2 separate regions of the Columba livia genome follow, and region 1 is linked to region 2. Evidence: chromatin contacts called from public Hi-C data. All regions are on one chromosome and are shown on one strand. Each heading gives the region's core, a stretch centred on a gene start, on an enhancer-like site or on the middle of the called end of the contact. The rest is flanking DNA. Distances are from core to core; before and after follow the strand shown.

The links. Hi-C and Micro-C count contacts between places; a contact is called where the count stands out from the background.
Region 1: a contact with region 2 is called in a Hi-C map of crop, with 4 times the contacts expected there. The contact joins two enhancer-like sites. A contact is called at or near these places in 2 of 2 Hi-C or Micro-C datasets (crop and liver).

The regions. Positions count from the first base shown.
Region 1 is chr2:23,112,601-23,116,272 of bColLiv1.pat.W.v2, forward strand. No RefSeq gene overlaps it. Among named protein-coding and RNA genes, the nearest start is that of FAM171A1, 40 kb to the right of the region's middle. Within about 2 kb of position 2,036, at least 3 of the 3 cell types and tissues checked have an H3K27ac peak away from gene starts, as active enhancers do.
Region 2 is chr2:22,992,688-22,996,028 of bColLiv1.pat.W.v2, forward strand. The region is part of intron 2 of ITGA8 (integrin subunit alpha 8); the gene reads left to right. Among named protein-coding and RNA genes, the nearest start is that of ITGA8, 7.6 kb to the left of the region's middle. Within about 2 kb of position 1,869, at least 3 of the 3 cell types and tissues checked have an H3K27ac peak away from gene starts, as active enhancers do.

The DNA of each region.
Region 1 (3,672 bases), core at 786-3,285, 120 kb after region 2:
ACACATGAACTCTAGTATATCGGCAGCAAGGCAGTTGATTTTAGAAGCTTAGCTTCAGCTAGCAAACCCTGAAGATTTGTTGTTTTAAAGATTAATCAGGAATACATGGAAATCAGTTCCATTTGCACAAATGTGAACCAGAAATCATAGGGCAATCTGCATGTGCTGTGCGATAGTGCATTTTCTTACCTTCTGGGGACGTAGGGGGACTCAGGGCAGGTGGGTGCAGACAGACGTGTTTATTCTGCCCCCACTCAGCGCTGGCAGGCAAGCAGCCAGCTCCAATGCAGAGGCTGCAGCGTGGCATTGCCGTGCCATTGTGCCGAACCACACGTGAACCCTCAGCCCGCGCTCGGTCCTGTTGGCCAACATACTGTTCACTGTAAGGTCCCACGACTCCAGTCAAATGTGGGAAATGGCTACAACTTCTTTGCAAGGCCATCAACTAAATGAGCATCATGCATCACGGGGTTAATTGTATGCCAGTATTCAGTTAGGAAAAGAAAAAAGGTCTTAATATTTTTTAATAAAAACCTCTTTGAGGTTATTCTTTTGACTCACCTTCACTTGCCTATCAAGGCTTAGTCCTACTCACTCTCCAGTCACCTGTGCAGTCCTCCCATGAAAAGAGAGCAAATATAGCTTTGTGTTCTGAGGTCAAACACAAGTAGAGAAGAAAACTTTTTGTGGCTACAGGACATTTCAGATTTCTTTCAAGGGACAGCTCTCACGATTCCCTATTTTATACTATGACTGTTGTGGAAGAACAAAAATAATCAGAATTGAACCACTGAACTGGATATTTCTAAATTATTTCTCTGATTTAGCATGTCCTCTCTTGACAGTGTAATTCAAGGCTGACAGACAATATGAATAAAGATGTTTTATTTCCATCAAAGGTAATTTCAGCTACAGAAAGTTCACAGATCTCCCTTGTAGGTGACACTGTCTTCCCCTAAGGTGAGCACAGCCTCAGATAGGGTGTGCCAGTCAGTGCTTCCTTGGCACAGCAAAAAGACTCAGCAGAACTTCCTAAAGATTAGAAATACCAAGCAAAACATAGTCTCATTTCTACCTGCTTATGATATCTCAAAAGACTGAGCAAAAAAAACCAAAAAACAACTAGTAAATGTTTACATATATAATTTAATTGTTACATTTAAAATGGAGAGCTACACAACAGCTTTGGCCAAAAGTCAGGCAGCCAGCTGCAGCCAGCTGCCCACAACTGGTGGGTCTCTCAGCTCACTCTCAGAGGTGAATACGGCATCCAGAAAGTCAGAATTCCCTAATTCTGGACCAAATATAGTGTGACCAGGATGAATGAGACGTGCTAGCACAAACGATCCCAAACTCAGTTTCATATGGTGGTTGTTTTTATGAGCTGTGGAGCTGGAAGAGCGGCAGGGCCTCAGCCAGGGGCTGTAACCAGCTCTGCTGAGACACTTGTCTGCCTCCGGGCTCCGGGTAGCACTGCGTAACCACGGTCAAGCAGCAGAGCTGAGAAGAGCTGTCATAATGTTAAAGCGTTTGTTTTCATTACGAATAAGTTGCAGATGAAATCTGATGAAGTAAAAGAAAAAAAGTAAATAAACATATTTAGAATGATATCTAGAGGGTACTTATGCTTACGCACAAACCAGAAGAAAGCACTTGTTCTGTTTGCTTTGCGAGTAGAAATAAAAATGCAGAAAGCTTGGAGCGAGGTATAAAAACGCAGAGGGGGAATAAAACAAAACAAAACAAGCATCAAGTGAGCCCAAAGAGTTAGCTTTTTTCTGTAAAGCAGAACCGACCGCACGGCTGCGGGCCCTGGCGCCGGGAGCCCGCCGTTCCCGCGCTGTGCGGGGGCTCGGGCTGTGGGCACCGGGCGCGGCGGATCCGCGCCTGGCGGCCCCTGGGCCGCCGCTCAGCCACACGGCCCCGGCCCCACGCAGCGGCCACCGTGGGGCCCTGCCCGGGATGGCCCGGGCTGGGGCTCAGGGTATCCGCAGCGGCTGGGGAAGCCAGAGAGAAGCGCTGGACCGCCCCGGTGACCGCCAGCGGCTGCGGGACTGCCCCCGAGCCTTACAGGCGCCCTGAGCGCCTGAGGGGTCGGGGACACGTGGCGACACGGCTGTGGCCGCCGGGTAGAGCGGAGCGGAGGAACCCTGCGGCGCTCAACAGCCCAGCCCCGCCGAGCAGCCGCCTCCCGCGGACTCCGGCGGCCGGGCCGGGCAAGGGCGTGCCGCCCTCCCTTCCGCTCCCCTCCCCGGGCCGCTCTGCGGCGGCGTAGCCTGTGGCGCAGCGCCCCCCGGCGGCCCCGGGGCCGAGTTCGCGCCGCTGCTCCGGTGAGGAGCGGGAACGGCCCAACCGCCGCTGCCCCCGCGTGCTTTCGGGCCGCGCCCGGCGGGAGCGGCACTGAGGTGAGTGTTGCCGGGGCGGCGTTGTGTAGCGGTACCGGATAAACCTTCGCCCGGTCCTGGCGGAGATCCCCCTCAGGACCGCCGCACCTGCAGCTGCTGCACAGCCGGGGAGGCCTCGATGCCCCGCGCCATCGGTCAGTGACACCGTAAATCTCAGTTCATCTTTGTCATTATAGATAAACTGACGGTTTCTGAGAGGCTGCAAACTTAACGTGACATTTGTAAGGGAAAAACAGCCATCCCCACATGAAGTTGCAGGTGTGCTTTTCTGGTGAGAAAATACATTTATCTGATAGGCTGTGACCAGTTTCGCCTCTGTTTTGCTGTGGAAAAAGTCAGGGCTTACTGCATGAATATAAAATTGGATGAGCTGCAGAAAATCAAATAATAAGAAAATTTTAAGAACAATTTATTTCAAAAGCTCTTGACTTTACTACATTCTAATCTCTTTCCCTTAATTTGTAAACCAGGACACTTAGCAGACACTAACACTTCTGCAATTATGATGCAAACCCAATATAAGGGCACCTCAAAGGAGAACCATGGAGAAAAAAAAAGTAAAAATTAAGAGATGTGATGACATCGCCCCTTACCTCTACTGAACATTTACAGGCTGTATTTTCCCTGTGAATGTCAGTCATTTCAGAACAGCGTTTCCCCTGGGGTTTACTTTGTGGCAGCTGTTTAGCTGTGCACAAGTTGCATTGATCAGTCCATTCCGTACTGGCAAACTCTGGTTTGCTACGGCACAAATTAACATCCATTGCTGAAGGTAGAGTGATAAATGCATAAATGCAAAGGTGTTGGCTTTTGGTGCTTATTCCTTTGTGAAAATAATTACTTGTAGTTCTAGTACAGGGGATGTTTGGGGCCTGGTTACTGCAAAGAAGGATGTCACAATGAGCGGAAGTGATTTTGCTTGTTGATTGTGATTTTTTGATTAATTCCTATAGTGTATACTAAATATATCTACTATATCTTAAGATACCTTTTTAAAATATAGGCAAAATTTTGGGGAGCTTTCAGCACATTGTTAAGCAACATAAAGAATGCCTTAAGTGGTAGTAGGCTTATTGGTCGCTTTTTGCATTCTCCATCCTCATTGTATGTTGTAGGTTATAGTTATAGAGAACGCAATACGCTGAGAGTAAATGAGAAAAGGTGCTAGTAAATAAAAAGTACACTTTATTTTGTGTAAAAACACAGGCTGTAGAATTCCACGAAGCTATTGAGGAAAGTAAAATATGCCAGACCTTTTCAAAAGCAA
Region 2 (3,341 bases), core at 619-3,118:
CCATATGGGTTGGCCAGTGACAGGGCCTCCAGCCAAGAAGAGGCTTTAGCAGGAACTCTGTGTGTTTCCCGCTGCTGATATGGCACTGACTCTGCAGTCCCATGTTTGCAGTTCTTTAAAGCTCCCTAAATCTCTGTGCTGGAGCCAAGACTCTGGGAAGAGTCTGAAAGAAGCTGAAAGCGCTGGCCCTAAGAGCACAATTGGTGTTTTAACCTGCTTCATTGCAGCAAGGAACTGAGATAAATTACAGTGGAAGGGCTTTTAGTATCCCCTTACTCCAGGAGATACGGACTAAGGGGCAGAGACTCTTCTCCCTTGTTTCCCTGCTCTGTAAAGCTGTCCTGTTGCATTGCAGTGTAAGGCTGTAATACTCTTTCATAGAGTCATAGAATGGGTTGGGTTAAAAGGGACCTTTAAAGATGACCTCATCCAACCCCTACTTTTTTTTTTTTTTTTTAAACCCCTTTGAAACTCAATGAGAAAAGATGAGAACAGGCGCTGGCATTATATTAAAGAGCTGTGATCTGTCTTTCCTCTCTTACCTACACAAAGCTAACTTCTCCTTTTCAGTTTGTTCATTGTAAACCTCATTCCATAATGACTATTCCTGCTTTAGCAGTGAGGTAGAATTACCAAATCCTTGTGTTTAAGCTGGTTGCTCTTCCCTTCAGCTGCCAGGAGAGGTAGCAGGAGAGCAACATGAAGAAAACTTTCTCCCACTTGATTAACTGGGGAATTTCTGAACCACTGAAAGCATCTTGCAGCCAGAAGCAAACTTAAATGCCCCCTGAAGTGCGCTGTTGTATTTGAAATCTGGTAAAAAGCTAATAGTTCATATTTCAGAAACTCGTTATAATGGTCACTTTTAATTGTAATACTTAACAGACAGCAACAAGTTCTTATGTTTTAAATTAGCTCCAAAAGGCAGAATTTTAGATTCCACTTCCCCTAAGTTTCCAGAACTCACTGGGGTGTTGTCTTTGCTGTTGGTTAACTTTACTACTTTTAGTAAAATAGGTTGTATTTTTCTAAACCAGTTGGAGAAAATTTGAACAGCCTCTGAAGAGGAACAGGGAAGAGGAATGTAGATCAGTTCTGGCCAAACGTGCAGTTGATAAAAAACATGAGCTAATCTGGCCAGCAGTTGAGCTGATTGTAACAGAATCCAGGTACTGTATAAGGAAAGGATATATAGTGGGACTAAAGAGGTTTAGTTACATGAAAAAATCATTAGCTGTGAAGATGGTAAGATTCTAGGGAAAACTTAGAATCCTGTTGTAAAAAGAATTTGCATCTCAAGAGAAAATGCTGAGAGAGAACTTTTTTGTACTTTTAAATGTTGACACATTTCAGTCCACTATGCCAATAAGACGCTATCTAGAGCCTCATGGTTCACTTGTAGCATTCTGATTTATAATAGACCCTCGTGGATTTCTTTGGTAAGTCTCAGTCTTATCTAAAGAAGGCGAAAAATACCCTTAGTTATGTTAGTTCAAGCCCTGAGGTCTTAATTTGGTTTTGATCAGAATGTACTTCGGGAAAAATCCTATTGGGTTTGATGCTTTTTTTTTTTCTTGATTCATGGAATGAAAGTCCAAATAAAGCTCTCTAGATACGATCTATTAAATTAAAATAACTCATATGAATAGCATCTAAAGCACAACAAAAACCAGAAATTAAATAGATGTTTGCAGAATCAGATAAATCTAAAAATAGAAGCAACTCTTCTCGTCATGCAAGGGCTTTGTGTGTCCTTACTCTCTCTAAACTCCTTTTTTTTCCCCAGTGTTGACATTGAAGGCAATTGCTTGGCTTCGTTCCCCAGATCATAGTACTTAGCTCTGCATTTGTGTTTTGTCTCTCTATTGAGGCTCTGATATCAATGACCCTGTGAACGTTACTGACTTACTTTGCTTAGTAACGGCTGGTATGATTGGAAACTTTTATGATAGTGATACTAAAAATCACTCTGCCATAGTGAGAGGGTTGACAAGACCCCCTCTCTTCTCTCAGTTCTAGAATTTGGGACCATGTGTGCCAGGGCAAATCCTTCCCTCTCTCTTCCGTCCTGGGAGGCAGGACCCTAATGATGCAGCAGGGCTCATTTCAAAGTTAAATTAGGTTACCCAGAGCCTTGTGTAGCCAAGTTATGAAACTACTCAAGGCCGGAGATGCCACAGCCTCTCCGGGGAATCTGTTCTAGTGCTTAATCACCCTCACTGTGAAGAGTATTTTCTTTGTATCTGATCAGAAATTTTGTTGCCATAGCTTTTGCCTTTTGCCTATTTTCCTTTGGCTCTCTCTTCTCTCTACCTGTTGAACAGTGGATGAAGTGCAAATAGATCTTCCTTTACTTTCTCTTGTTTGAACCAAACACCCGCAAGTCTTGTAGTGGTGTTTCAAACCTGTACACGGCAGTCCAGGTGTTGTCTCCATGTGAGGGTCCTTGACCTGTATATATTTGTATAAATATACATTTTTGTTGGTTTTATATGTTAATATTCCAATTTTATATCAATATGGACAGGTTGAGGTGATTATTCACCTCCACTCTGTGTATATACCATTATACATAAATATATGAAATATGTATTACATTCTTTATTTTCTGTAATTATTTATATGTATAATATTAATGTGCTTAGATACATACACACACACATACATGTATCAAAAGAAGTATTTGAAAGGGATTTGCCATCCTGGGTGTAGTCTGAGTAGGTACAGGTTAGAGGGAGGAGTGTAACTGAGCCTGCTGCAGATGCCTGGTTAAGGGCCATCTGCATTTATACAGTACATACATGCAAACACACATGGAACAAGTAAAGATAATAATTTTCAAAGGTCTGAAGGGTGAGAACTTACCTGAAAGAGCTGCAGCTGTTTTACATATTTGCTGCTTTGATTAAAATCATTGTTGTCTTGTGTTAAGTTTGATGAAAATATTTTTATTTGCTTTTGTTCATTTGAGTATTTTCAAATTATAATAGATGCTGCATTTTTTATTTCTAGTTTTCAAGAACTGAATGAATCACAATGAGCCACTATCAGTGTTTGCAAATACATCTATTTTTGCTTCTTATGCAGATCCTGATTACTACAACAAAGAAATATTTATAAGAGTAATGTTTGATTCATGCCTGCTAAGCAGTTTAATGTGCCGATTCAGTGACTGAGAGGAGACCAGTCCCCACAGAAAGCACCAAATTTGGTGTGCAAATAATGGATTTGCATTAACACTTGCTCCGGGTTCAGGCTTTGATTCCCAAAAATGAATCTCTACACTGTTGTTCTTAAATAGGTTTGCATTTTACCATCCGATTTCAAATTTTTCCACTTGT